Regions from separate parts of the Sus scrofa genome. Here region 2 is linked to region 1. The links are chromatin contacts, called in public HiChIP or PLAC-seq maps. All regions are on one chromosome and are shown on one strand. The core of a region is the stretch at or near the end of the contact, and the rest is flanking DNA. Distances in the headings are between cores, read along the strand shown.

What was found. HiChIP or PLAC-seq counts read pairs in DNA pulled down with a chosen protein or histone mark.
Region 2: an H3K27ac HiChIP or PLAC-seq map of alveolar macrophages shows a contact between it and region 1. The contact joins the promoter of BHLHE40 here to the promoter of ITPR1 in region 1. A contact is called at or near these places in 2 of 2 datasets of contacts at active chromatin or transcription factors (alveolar macrophages and skeletal muscle).

The regions. Positions count from the first base shown.
Region 1 is chr13:61,065,860-61,072,896 of Sscrofa11.1, reverse strand. It overlaps ITPR1 (inositol 1,4,5-trisphosphate receptor type 1), which reads right to left and starts at 4,766. Exons shown (of 59, transcript XM_021069282.1): 1 at 4,514-4,766; 2 at 3,598-3,673.
Region 2 is chr13:61,523,101-61,529,623 of Sscrofa11.1, reverse strand. BHLHE40 (basic helix-loop-helix family member e40) reads right to left here and starts at 1,612. Exons shown (of 5, transcript NM_001245010.1): 1 at 1,267-1,612; 2 at 1,031-1,100; 3 at 672-779. The coding sequence starts at 1,346. It overlaps LOC106505661 (a long non-coding RNA gene), which reads left to right and starts at 786. Exons shown (of 12, transcript XR_002337646.1): 1 at 786-960; 2 at 1,107-1,270.

The DNA of each region.
Region 1 (7,037 bases), core at 3,517-6,016:
GGACATTCCCACTGTTCTTCAAGAATCACCACAATCCATTTCCATAACTTTTTCATCCACAAAATTAACCTCTGCAGCCATTAAACAAACTCCTGTTCCCCAGCAGCTCCATGCAGAACAACCACTATTCTGCCTTCTGTCTCTGCAAACTGATTGCTCTAGGGACCGCTTATAATGGAAGCTTACACTATTTGTTCTTCTGCATCTGGCTTATTTCACATAACAGAACATTTTCAAGATTCATCTATGTTGTTGCATGTATCAGAATTCCATTCCTTGTTAAGGCCACACAATATGCCACTGTATAGATATACCATGCTTTGTTTATCCCTTCATCTGTCAATGGACATTTGAGTTGTTTCCATCTTTTGGCTACTGTGAATAATGCTGCTATGAACATGTGTGTGCAAATATGTTTGAGTCCATGCTTTCCATTCTTTGGGGTGCATACCCAGAAGTGGATTTTCAAGGTCATCTGGTAATTCTACCCTTAATTTTTTTTTGGAGTAATCACCATACCGCCTTCCTAAGCAGCTGCATCATTTTACATTCCCACCAACAGCGCACAAGGGTTCCAAATTCTTCACTTCTTCACCAACTGTTTTCTGTTACCCCTCTGCTTTATTTTCCGCCACAGAATTTACTACATATCATACTATAATACTTGCTTATTATATTGGCTGCCTTCCCCCTAAAAAGGACTTAAGCCTCTTTGGAATAGGACTTTCATTGCTGTAGCCCCAACATCTAGAACACACTCTGGCACAGATCCAGGTACTCAAGAAATTTGCTGAATGAAGTAATAAAATATTTGAACTGCAACAACTTTAACAGGCATTAAAATGTCTTGAATAGATTACACTAAGTGTCTTAAATTAGGTTTAGTTTAGGGAAGAACCTGGACATAGTTCAACAGGAGGAACAAGTTCAATGGGTGATGATTTCAGCTCATCCTCATTAGCAATAACCTCAGAACCACAAACACTAAGACAATTGGTAAGAATCACGAAAAATATGTCATTCATGTCACTGATATCAAGCCTTAATTTCATTTAAAAAGCTAGATAAAAACTTAAAACAGCCTAAGTGAACTAAAAAATAGTATGTACTTCCACTTACTAAAGAGCCTGTGAAAGCAATGTGTTTCATTTTAAAAGATCAAACCAACAGCAAACAAGATGGGGCACTGGCCTTGTGTAGACTCCTTAATTAGATGTATCCAAGGACAGCTTGACTTAAAAAATCTAACTCTCCAGGCCTAATTTTAATTTGGGTTTTTGTTGTTGTTGTTGTTCACATTTAGTGTATGTTGTTTCATTTTGGTTTTTTAAGAGCTGCTTGTAAAGAAATCAGATTTTCCATGAGAGCATTGTGAATGAGCTAAAAAGCCATTTAATTTTTTTGCTGTGGAAGTCAGTTGTATACCATTGTATCAGAAGTTTCTTTCTCTTTCAGACCATAGTCTTCCTCAGCTGAAAATATTTTGAGATAAAAGGCAAAAAAGATCTGCCTTCAGTTTACCTATTTCTTCTCCTCTAAGCAACTATTCCATCTCTCCTTCCTAAAGAAGCAAATTCCCTCCAAAAGGCAAGCAGTTTGCTAAAATGGATAACACCACTGGCAACCCCAAACAACCTCCCTAGGTTGAGGTGAAGGGAAGGCCAGAAGTAATTCACTTAGAGGATGAAGAACTTTCCCTGCCTGATGAGATGGAAATCTTGATAGGATATTCTGTTCCAATTTGAATCATTCAAAAAGCAGATTATATTTTCAACACATACATACATGCGCAACTGAAAGTAAGAAACGAAAAAGAAAATTGGCCACAAAACAAACTGAAGGGTGTATGAAAAGATATTAACATTTCACAGTTTAGATTCACTGCAATTTAAACTTTCAAATTATTCAGATGGAGAAACACCTGATCCATTTAACCTGCTCAGATATCTTGATGTAGATGATCAAGATGGATCTCAGGTATGGGATAAACCTAATGCAGACCTTAGCCATTGTTCCTTGTTGTTTGGCTTGGTTTCTTTTCCTCTCCTCTTGCAGGCTTTCAGCACATAGCATTCCAAAATGAATTCGGTACCACCCCTAAGACCTCCTCAGATAACCACAGTCTTTTTATTCCTACATCTGTGGCTGCATCGTTTTCCTCTTACATCAGGGTAACTTTGCTCAATGGTGGGACACAAGCAAGAGTTATATCATCCACAGCAATAAATTTACCATTTTTCCTGGTTTTTTTTCCTCATTCTCCCCCACCTTAGGTGCACTGGTGGGAAACAGTGGAGTCCCACAGCCTGGTGTTCCCCCTCCTGTGCTGTGTGCTAACTAACAGGCAAGTGTTTTCACTCTCCAAACTTCAGCTTCTTCACCTGGACCTGATTCAACAGGGTTTCTGTGATGTCTGACACGGGACCTGGCTTATAAGTACTTAATTGTATTATTATTATTATTTTTAGCAACCAGTCATAGAAGAGTTAGTGGACCACTTTCCCCGGACTGCAGCTTACTCTGAAGAGGAGAACTAACCCCAAGCCTTGGCCTTATGAGTGCCCACGTAGCCATGCGATTCAGGAGAACTCCAAGAAGGAAGTAGACCTCACACATCCAAATGCTTCCCACTCCACCAGCACTCCTGAGGATCTTATCAACAGGAAACAAAAGCACAGTACTACTATAATGAAGTGTCTGACTTTTCTAATTAGCAAAGCCCAAAGATTGTAGCCCAGGGAACAGCTAAATATTTAGAAGCGATCATGAAGACCCAGTCCCCCAAAGGATCTGTTGATCCTGTTCCTGACCGTTTCAGAAGAAAAAACTTTTGATGCTCAATTCTGCAGCAACGGGGATGTATGTGCACCAGTTAAAATCTCCCTCTATTCAACTGCAGTCTGAACATCTGGGGGAGGAAGGCATAGGAGCTGCTTCTGTTTACAAATAAACAGCTCTCAGCTAATAACCCAGGACAGGCATCTAAACCATAGCGATCCACCAGATTCCTTGACATTCAAGTGGCTTCAAGTCAAGGGCTGGAGGCTACTATCTTATGCTTCAAGAACTTCCCTTTTTAAAGTTCTAATTCTTTCAATTGGCCAGCAACCACTTTCATTTCTTGCAAGCAAACCGACCCTGATTAAACACCCATTCACAGTAAGAAAAAAGAAAGTGACTATTTTTGAAAGAGGCAGGCAGATAATTTTTGCTTACATATCTTGGCAGATGAAATGCACTGCATCCTTCAGAATTTAAATCTTCAGCACACCACCTGGCAAGTTCAGTTCTCAGGTCACCAATGGGCATCCCTTGTACTGCTCCATTTAATGTTGTTGTGAGGGTTTTTCTTCCCTCCTGTCAGAAACCTGGCTGCTTCACTTCTGAGCCAGGACCAAAAGCCCTAGGCAGGACCATCCCCTGGTTATCATCAGCTCCCTAAAGCCCTCATCCAAGGTGGTGACAAATTTTGGAGACTGAGCCATGGAATTTCCCTTTCTTTCCTGCTCCCCTTCTCCATGGCTCTTTAGAGAGAACTTAAAATAGGCTAGGACAAAAACTTATTATGGACTACAGCTCTAAGGCTTCCACACTTACCTGACCCAGGTCAGGCACTCTGTTGCCAAAACACGCCCAGCCAGGGGTGCGAGTCCTGTTCCTCTGTAGTCAGCTCCTGCATATTAAGAAAGAAGACTGAATATAAGATTGGCTGATGATGAGTCCCTAATAGAAATTCTCAAATTCCACACTTCCACTTTCTTTAGGCTCTTTCCTGGAGGGACAAACCCCCTCCCACCTACATACACACACACAGGGCCACCGCCACCGCCAAATTTGACGGGTGTGTTGGTGGGATCAAGAGGTGAAGGTTACAGGTAACTTCGCCTATTTGTTTCTAATATGTAACTGATAAGTGAGACTAGGAACGCACAAACTTCCAGTGTGCCGGGAAGATCTGAGACTAAGGGAAGTGTTTGGCAGATCCCAAAGCACTTGTTTCCCGGAGCGAAGGCCAAGTATCTGAAGCCCGCATCCTCATCGGGCGTGAGCTTCGTCCACACTTGGTCCTTCACCGCTCCTCGGGTTTTCTTCCGTTTTTTAAAACCCTCTTCACCGGGACCCCCAAATGCATTATTCTCCCAACCATGCAGCACGAGGGAGGGCTACATTTTAAGAAAGATTATTTCCTTGAGCGGACTCACAGAGGACATCCCCACGCCCCCCCCCCCAAAAAAAAAAAAACTATTTCCTGCAGCTGCTGCAACAGTTTCCAACTTGGGGGAATGCCATTCCAATCCAGAATGGGTAGTCCTCAAAGCCAGGCGATGGAGTTGAGAATTTTTTTTTTAACCTCAAATGAACCCCCCCCCAAAACGTCCTCAGTAAAAGAACCCCCAAATGCACGCAAGTGCATGCAAATCCACCAAGAACTACCAAAAAGCGAGGCAAAAACTTCTGCGCCCGGGGGGACAGTACCAACTCCCCGCGCCCTCCGCCCGGCCCCAACCTCTACCTTGGTGCCCGGGGAGCCACGCCGGTTTGGGGGAGCAGGGCGAGGAGAGGGGTTAGCGGCTGCTGGGTAATCCCATGTCCGCGAAGAGGGAGCTCGTTCCGTTAGGATGGAAGCGGAACACCCACACCTCCTCTCGGCGTGCGCTTTCTCTCTCTCCACCCTCTGCCTCCTCCTCCACCACCACCACCTCCTCCTCCTCTCCTCCCACCCCAGCAAGCTTGAGGAAACGCTTCAGCAGCACATCCACATGGTTACTGCACTTTGAAGCGGCTCCTGGCAGCTTATATAGGCCGGGAAGCTCCCTGGGCAATGTAGTCCGAGCCCAGGGTCGTGGCGGCGCCTGGGGCCGCGGTGACGAACTACAAGTCCCAGAATCCCATGGGCTACCGGGCTGAGCTCTAAATAGACGCGCGCGGGGACAGGGAGGGGCGTCCTGCCCCGCGCCGAGGCTTCAAACCCGGTTCAGTGCTGGGAGCTGGCTGGACTTGGAGACGGCGACCCAAAACTACCCCTGGAGGGCGCCCCCAACCCTTGGGGACGCTCCTCCTTTGGCTGTCCCCTTTCCCTAGAATCCAGGTGTCCCTGGTAGCAAGGGGCGAGAGGAGCTCGGATTTCTGCTTTGGGAAGTTTTTACAAGCTGTTACCCACCCTCCCCCCGCTTTGAGTACCAGAGCCAAGAATTTCAGAAATCCAGGGCACGAAAAAGCCAGTGTTTGCGGTCAAGGATTAAAGGCGCGAGGTTGTCTTTATTTAATCTGCTCCGCCCGGTTCGGGTTTGCACAGAAAATTAAGTCTGGGAGCAACACTAGCAGGGACGCTGGCAAGTGGCTAGAGAGCACTTTCCTGAACCCGAACTGCATGTGTCTTTCCTCGCCCCGCAGGAGGTATAGAAACTTAAGCCTCTCGGTGTACAAATAAAGGAACCGAGTTTTGACTTGCCAGGGCTGGGATTGGGAAGCAGAAAATAAATACAAACCGCGACCTCGGTCCTGACCCTGCTTCTAGCAGCCCCTCTGCTCCTGGGAGCTGTAAATGCTTAAGTAAATAAACCGCAAACCAGAAAAACAAGGGCTTTGGAATGAGTAGCTTACACAAAGATGCGCGTTCAGGCGGGGTGCCCTCCAGCAGCTCCCACAGGGGCTTCGGGGGCAAGATGGGTTTCAGCTCACTGCTCAGGAGAGCCTGGACGTCCCGGGTTACAATCTGCTTCAGACTCTGGTTTTTGGAAGAAGGGCAGAAGCTAAGTTCGGAGGCCAAGTCTGCCAGATGCCCTCCCTGCCTCAGACGATGTGCGTTCATTGCAGAAACGTTTCCTGAGAATCTACTGGGTGCCAGGCACTGGGGCATGGTAGTGAGCCAAAACCACATCATAGAATTCCGAACAGACACAGCTTGCCACCGCATAGATCTGCTGCAACAACAATGGTAATAATAATTAGGCAGATTTTATTGAGTCCAGACCACATGCACTTTTCATGCTTAAAGCTGTTAAGTTTTAACAACCGTAGGCATATGTATTATCCCTATTTGACAAACGAGGGCTCAAAGAAATCAGGTAACTTCCCAAGATGACACCATAATTTAAGTAGTGCAGCCTGGATTTCAATTCCAGTCTATAAATGTACCAAGTCCTTGTCTTTGGGGAAATCCATCACCACTGCCTTAAACAGCCTCCCTCCGCATTTTAGGAGTAGCCTCTGAGCCCTTGGGCAAGTCATCTTTATCTCTTTGCCCTAGTTTTGCCATCTTAGAGGAAGAAAATCATCACAATTTGCCAACTTCCTCTCAGGATTACTTGATACAGAGTCAACAGTGTTGTGGAACTTCAGGAACAAATTAGGGGAGCACCATGGCAAATAATTATTTCTGACATTATAATGCCAAATCTAATAATAATTACTGAAATTTGCTGGACACATCCCATGGGCCAGGCATTATTCCAAACTTTTTACATATATTATCTCGTCAAATCCTATTAACAAACCACATTTTTTACTTAGGACACTGAGGCACAGAGGGGTTAAGTAATTTTCCTCAAGTCACACAGAGGGTAGGCGTCTGACTCCCAAAACTGGGACCTTAACTACTACCCTCCACAGCTTCCCCAAAGTAAACAAGAGCATTGTATTTTTCTGCTCATATAAGCATGTATATGCATCTGGGAATGGTTATCACATTCACTCTTCTCCCCTCCTCTCTTTCACCACTGTCCTCTGGTCCCTAGGCACTAAAGCCTTATTCCTAATGCCTCAGGCTACCACTCCCATCAGCAAGAATCTCCCCCACCTTGTCACAACAAAGGGGTCCACACCTCTCCCATCTGTCCCCTCTCTTCTTCTCCCCCAGGAAAACAATCTGTTCCATTTCTAAAGGGTTTTTGGCTCTACTAATTCAAACAAATTCAACAAATCAGTCTATGCAAATGTGAGTAGTAAATACTAAAGGATGATTTTTTCCTGTGCTTCTAACTCAGAAACACAGTGGGATTTTTAACATGGGTTTGCTGAATAAAACTTGATGGTGT
Region 2 (6,523 bases), core at 363-2,862, 460 kb before region 1:
GACAGATAAATTTTTCCAGCAGCCTCTGCTGACCTTAACTCAGGGGAATCCGAAGATTACATTTCTCTGCAGTGGTGTCAACCCGAGGAAGGACTTCTACTGTGTCTGGCAGCCAAGAGGCTTTCCCTAGTTTCTTTCCTGACACCCTGTCATAACTTCCAGTTCATCTAAGTTTTTTCTTCCCCCTAAATACTTCTTTTTTTTTCCCTTTCCCCAACCAAAGGCTGTCAAGCTAGTAAGCTGTTGACCATTGCCAAGAAAGGACAGGATGTTTAAAAAAAAAAAAAAATCACACACCCAAACAAGTCCTCTCATTTTAAAAAGAGATGGGGAGGAAAGAGGTTAAGAAAAATTGCAGGTTGCTTGGTTTGCTCAAGTTAGGAAATCAAGAGAACCTTGAAAATCACCAGAACGGTGAGCCTTAAACTCTTGCAAAGGAAGGCCAGCCGGTGTTGGTGCCAACTGGAGAAATACAAACGGTTTTCACCTTATTTGCATGAGGCTGCCAGAAAATTCTGAGGACTGGGGAAGTGTACCCCAAATAGCCACCCAGCAGCTCGAATCCAGCCGTCTGGCCTGCAGTTCCCGGCGGGACCTGCAGGCGGCGAGTGACCCCCGACCGCCCTCTGGGCAAAGGAGCTGGTTTGGAGAAGGGCCAGCTTCTCACTTACTGTAAGTTTGAGATGTTCGGGGAGGAGATCCTTCAGCTGGGCGATGCACTCGTTAATCCGGTCACGTCTCTTTTTCTCGATGAGCCGGTGCGGCAGTTTGTAAGTCTCCTGCAAGGCGCACGGGGAAATGGTGGGCTCCGGAGGAGGAGGATGAGAAGCCCTTTTCCTCCCTTACCCCGCGGCGCGAGAAGAGTAGGGGCAAATGAACAGAGTCACACCCAGAACTACCTTCTTCTCCAAGCCATCCAGGCACGGACCCCGCACCTTGCATACCCCCTCCAACCTCAAAGTGAGAAAAGTTTTCTTGGGAACTCAGTGCGTGCTAGGGGCTGGGGTCCCCAGGGGTCCGGGGCCCTTACCTTGCTGTCCTCGCTCCGCTTTATTCCCCGCCTCGACTTGTACACTTGATACATGTGGGCAAAATCCATCCTGCAGGGAGAGGGACGAAGAAGGGTCGTGACTTTGCCTGCGCACCCGCTGCAGGAACCCTGGCGGGCATGAACCCGCATATGCGCCCAGAGCGATTCCGAGTTGAAAGTCGCTCAGAACGCAGGACTGGAGTTGAGGCTTGAAGGGGCCGGGGGTGTCAACTTACCCTGGTAGGTCTCCAGGCTCCAGTCCTGGTGCTTTGGGCAGGCAAGCGGGGGGCGGCTGCGCGCTGGGTATCCGCTCCATGGCGCGGCGAGCCGGGGCCACTGTGCGCTCCTGTCTGCAGTGGCAGAGAGTCCGGTGAGGACTGTCCTGGAGAGGTTTCGAGGGGTCTCTCCTCAGGAGTTCCTCTGAGTCTGAGCTCCCTGAAATCCTCCGGCTGCCCGGAGCTTCGGCTTTGAGGTGTTGCTTCAGTTGGGGGCGTGCATGGTGTCCCCGCGGCTTCTGGCTCAGGCTCTGCGCACAGACTGGCGATGTGTGCTCCCTGCGCCGTCTGCGCTGTGCGAGCCAAGTGAATGAGAAGTGGGGCGGGCGGGGAGGCGGGAGGGAGCGGGGGGGGGGCGGTTAGGGTGGAGTGGGGGGGTGGGGGGAGAACGAGCCGAGGAGTAATGGAGAGGCTGCGGGCTGGGTTAAATGGGAGCGAGTGGGTGGGTTGGAGCTACGTGTTCTACCCTGTGACTCCAGGCACGTCTGGCCGCTGCCGGGGAGGGAAGGAGCGACCTGCCCGCCCTCCCCCGGCTTCATCACATGAGTCTCACGTGTTGGACAACGCTCCCGCGGCTGCGAGGGAGCCCCCACCCCCAGCTCCGGCCCCCAGGTGTCTGCGGCTGCCTTTCCCCGAAGAGGGGGTGGCAGCGCGGCCTGGGTCCTGCCCAGCCGGGTGGGGGGCGCGGAAGCTGGAAGGGCCCGGGGAGCCGGGGGGGGGGGGCAGGGAGGGGAGGTTGGTAACGTGGGCGAACCTGCCCCAGGGAAATGAAGTAAGTTCCCGTCTCCTGGGAGGGAAGGGGGAGGACGGATCCGCCCGCCTCTGACTCAAGCCGGGAGAGGAATATCCCCTCGCTCGCTCCAGCCCAACCCGTTTCCTCCTCCCCCCGCGCGGTCCGCTCGGAGGAACCAGCGCTCAGCCGAGGGAGTCGCCCGGCCCCCCTGCCTTCCCCAGGGGCTGGGGTTTCTTTCGGTGCCGGCTTCCCTGCCCCCACCCTCCAGCCCAGAGTCCAGGAATCGCCCGACGTGGGGAGGGGCCGAGGGGCGGGGCGGATGTCACCCCATGGGAAGCGGGCTGGCAGCCAAGCGCAGGGGCAGCCGAGGCCGCCGCCGAGCACGCTCTGCGCACCTGATCCGAGAGGCTGCGTGCGGCGGGCCCCTGGCTCCCCCGGAGTTCCGCTCCCGGGCACAGCCTGAGCGCTGGCGGGCACCCACTTGCCCACCCCCCAGGGTGCTCCAGAGTACCCCCCCCCCGCGCGCCTTGGACTAGTCAAGCACAGAAAGATACCCGGCGCGGAGCCCTGCGTTCCCTCCCTTCTCTGCCCCCACCGGAGCGGAGGCGCTCGGGTCGCCTCCCCTCGGGCTGCAACGTTACACAACCGTGGCGGCGGCGCCTGCCCTGCAGCAGCGCGGGGCGTGACACTTCACGTGGCCGGAGCTCGGGCCGCAGCGTCCCCGACTTCGAGCCCCTCTGCCCAGACCGGGGGACGGAGAGCCCCGGGCCGGTGTGGCCCGCCGGAGTCTGCCGTCTCCCTCCCTCCGGGAACTTCGGCGGTGCCGTGTGGGATCCTCACCCGGAGATGGAGGAAAGGGAGAGAGACTAGGAAAAACTATCTGCCCTTCACAGTGACATCTTAGCATTCATTCATTCTACACGCATTTGTTGACTTCCCTACCCTGTGCCAGGCATTGTCCCCGTTGCTAGACACACCGTGGGGGAATCCAACGCAGATTCTGCCCTTGAATTTACAGGAACCTCTGGGAAGATAATACCTTGGGCAAGGCAGCCCTGGAAAACGATATCGGTGCCATTGGTGGACAGAGGAAAAAAAGATAAAGTGTTTTTGTTTTGGGGGGTTTCCTACTAAAAATGGTATTTAATGCTAACCAAGACGCCTGGGTAGAGGAGGGATGAGAAGTTAACACACTGCCCGGAGCTTGGGGCAGAAAGGTCTCTTCCCAGCGGCCCGAGATCTCCGCAATTTCACTTAGGTCGCCTGAGGCCCCCACCTACCTTCCCCGGAAAAGTCCGGCCTCTGTGACCTTCTAACTCAGCCTGGAGCAAGGAAAACAGCTGAAACTCCAAGCGCGCGGCGTGAGCATCGCTGATGCAGTCAGAGGAGGGAGCCAGTGGAAATTCATGACTAAAATAAGGCCTGGCTGGGGATTTCACTGACCTCTACGCTGCCCTGCCCTGCAAGTTCGGGGAGTTGAGAGATGACTGTAAGCCTTTCCCACTGCGCCTCGGGTCAGTCACCCCGCTGCTGAGTGACCTGGCTGTGGGAAGGCTTGAAAAAGATGGGGTGAGACCCGTGAAGATTAGCCTAGAGTGCAGTTTGGGTGGGTGGGTGTTGGGGAAGGGGGAGGGTGGTCAGTATTAATTGGCAGTGTCCTTGACAACCTAAAGAACTGGGATTCACACGTTGACCAGACTGGGAGTGGATTTCCTTCAGGTCGCTTTGGAGAGTTCCCACTTCCTGTTTATGTTTCGCAAGCGTCAAATTCATTAGCAAGTGTGAGAAATGCCTCCTTTTCTAACTGCTAACTGGCTGACCTCACTGGGGCCGGGGTAGGGGGTGGGGGGGGTGCGGATTGGGGGCTCAGCATTCCTCCTTTCTGGAATGTACCTTCGTGGCTTTTGTTATCAGCCATCTCTCTGGGGGCAGTGACAGCGGAGGCACCGAAGCTTCCTGCCGGGAGGTGGGCCGCAGAACCCTGGGCAGGAGGGCACTGGAGTCTGTCCTGGGTTTGTGCTTTCAGTCTAGGTTGACCTGCTCCATTGTGAGACTTTAATAAGGGTGGAGAGTTGTTCTGACTGTGCCCAAACCACAATTCCACCAGGAAATAAGCACTGGGGAAGGAACACATGTCCCCTCATTGTCACTGCACCCCCCCATGCCAAGAGTGAACCCAGACAGTTCAGATTCTTAGAATGCTTTGAAGTTATCAATACTTTGTGCCCTTACCTGACCTACAACTGGAAGTAACAGTCATTTCCTACTTATTTGTTCCAAGTGCAATTTGTCACAAATCATCCCCATCCTACCAAAGTTTGACCGTATCCAGATGTTATATTATTTTTGATGTTTTCTTCTCTCAATAGCTTATGATGATGCTTTATTGATTTAAACAAAATAATGCCTTTCCCCAGTGCATCTTTCCATCCTGAAGAATCTTAATATTTCCATTCGTTGCTTTTTGTAGATATGTGTTTAGTGCTTACCATATGCTAGTTTTTAGACTATATGTAAAAATATTGTGTATGTTAATTTACTCCTTGCCACCACCTTATAAGGTGCGTATTAGCTCATTTTCACATTCACCACATATTTATTGAAAACCACTAGGTGTAGAGCACTGAACAAATCCTAGGAATATGTAATGTGTCCTCTAGAGGAAACTGAGGTTCAGGGATGTTAAATTACTTGCCCAGGTTATAGAACCTGAAATTAAATCTGGAACTAGACCCCAGGTTTGCTGGGCTCCAAAGCTTGTGCATTTAATCACTAAACTTATTGCTTGTAGCTCTCCAGATTGTACGCTGCTCAACTCCAGGGGGCGCCATTCACATTGCAGTCTGTCTGAAACTATCCTCTAGAGTTGTGTGATGCAGCTCTGAGCAGTTGCACTGGGTAATCCTGATATTTTATAGCCCTCTCCTCTGTTTGTCTCTTCTAAATGTAGATAGAAGAAAATTTTGTTCAAGGAAGGACAAAATTTTTCCTTTCTTTACTGGTGAGGCTCAACATTCTGATGGTATAATGCTGTGTGTTGGAAAGGGTTAGGCAGGCCTTTACTAGCAGGAAGTTAGAGCCCACAGCCCTGTGCACCTACCCACTCCTTTTTGCTCAGATATCATATAACTTTTTGCCTGTTGATGGTGCCTCAGAATTTTTTTAATCACAGATGACAGTAACGAATATATTTTACATCATGACTTCCACACACACACAAACACACACACACCCTTGTAGTAAATTTAAACATAGGGCAGCCAAGGCTTGGTTGAGTTGTAGTAATGTGACCACTTTTCTCTCTTAAGAGAGTAACCATTGCTCACTTGAAAAAGTTAAACCTTTTAGGAAGATGCCAGCCCAATGTATTTCAAACAAGAAAATTTACAAAATAATATCCCTTTGATATATTCATTCTGAGTCTCTAGAAAAATAGTAAAAATATATTGTGCTTTACTTACTAAATTGATTTTACAGTCCACAAATAAATCCTGACCTATGGTTTGAAAACATGGTCTACATTAGAGACAGTGGTGTCGTTTTGGCTGGTCCCCACTAGAAAGAAATCAATAGCACCTGCACACTTGCAGGTCTTACAAATTACTTATAAAATAAGATGTTAGTCCCAGTTGAATTCAATGGTATAAATGTCTCCTTTCAGGATATCTTTGCTTTATGCTCAGTTGTAGGAGTAAAATATTCAGAGTTTTGTCAATGTGTGTAGTATTATGTGTTGGTAAGATGTAGTTCCTTCATCCAATTTAGGAAGTCTTCTGCTATTGCTATTTTGCTGACTTTATCATAAAAGTGTGTTGAATTTGTCAGATAATTTTTTTGAATCCAAGGAGATAAAAAGAAAAAGCTCTTCTTTTTCATTCTGTTAATATCATGAAGTACAGTTTTCTTCGTGTTCAGTCAACCTTGAATTCCTGGAGTAAGCCCATCTTGATCAGTGTGGTATCCTTATTTTTATTGCTAGATTTGATTAGCTAATAATAATAAATGATAAGTATGTTCATGTCTATGCTTGTGAAGGGTATACACCTATAGTTTTTCTTGTAATCTTTGTCAGGTTTTAGTATCAAAGTGATGCTGGCCTCATAACACAATTTGGGAAATATTTCACATCTTTTCTGAAAAATCTCATGTGGGGTTGGTACTCTGTCTTTCTCAAATAATTAGAGAAGCTATCCAGGTTTGGAGTTTTCTTGAAGGAAATATTTTTGTCATGAATACATTTTAATAGGTTTCAGTCTATTTAAAATTTTTATTTCTTCTTCTATCAGTTTTTGTGGTTTTTTTTTTTTTTTTTTTTTTGTCTTTTTGCCATTTCTAGGGCCGCTTCTGCACATATGGAGTCCATATGTTCCCAGGCTAGGAGTCCACTCGGAGCTGTAGCCACCAGCCTACACCACAGCCACAGCAACGCGGGATCTGAGCCATGTCTGCAACCCTCACCACAGCTCACGGCAACGCCAGATCCTC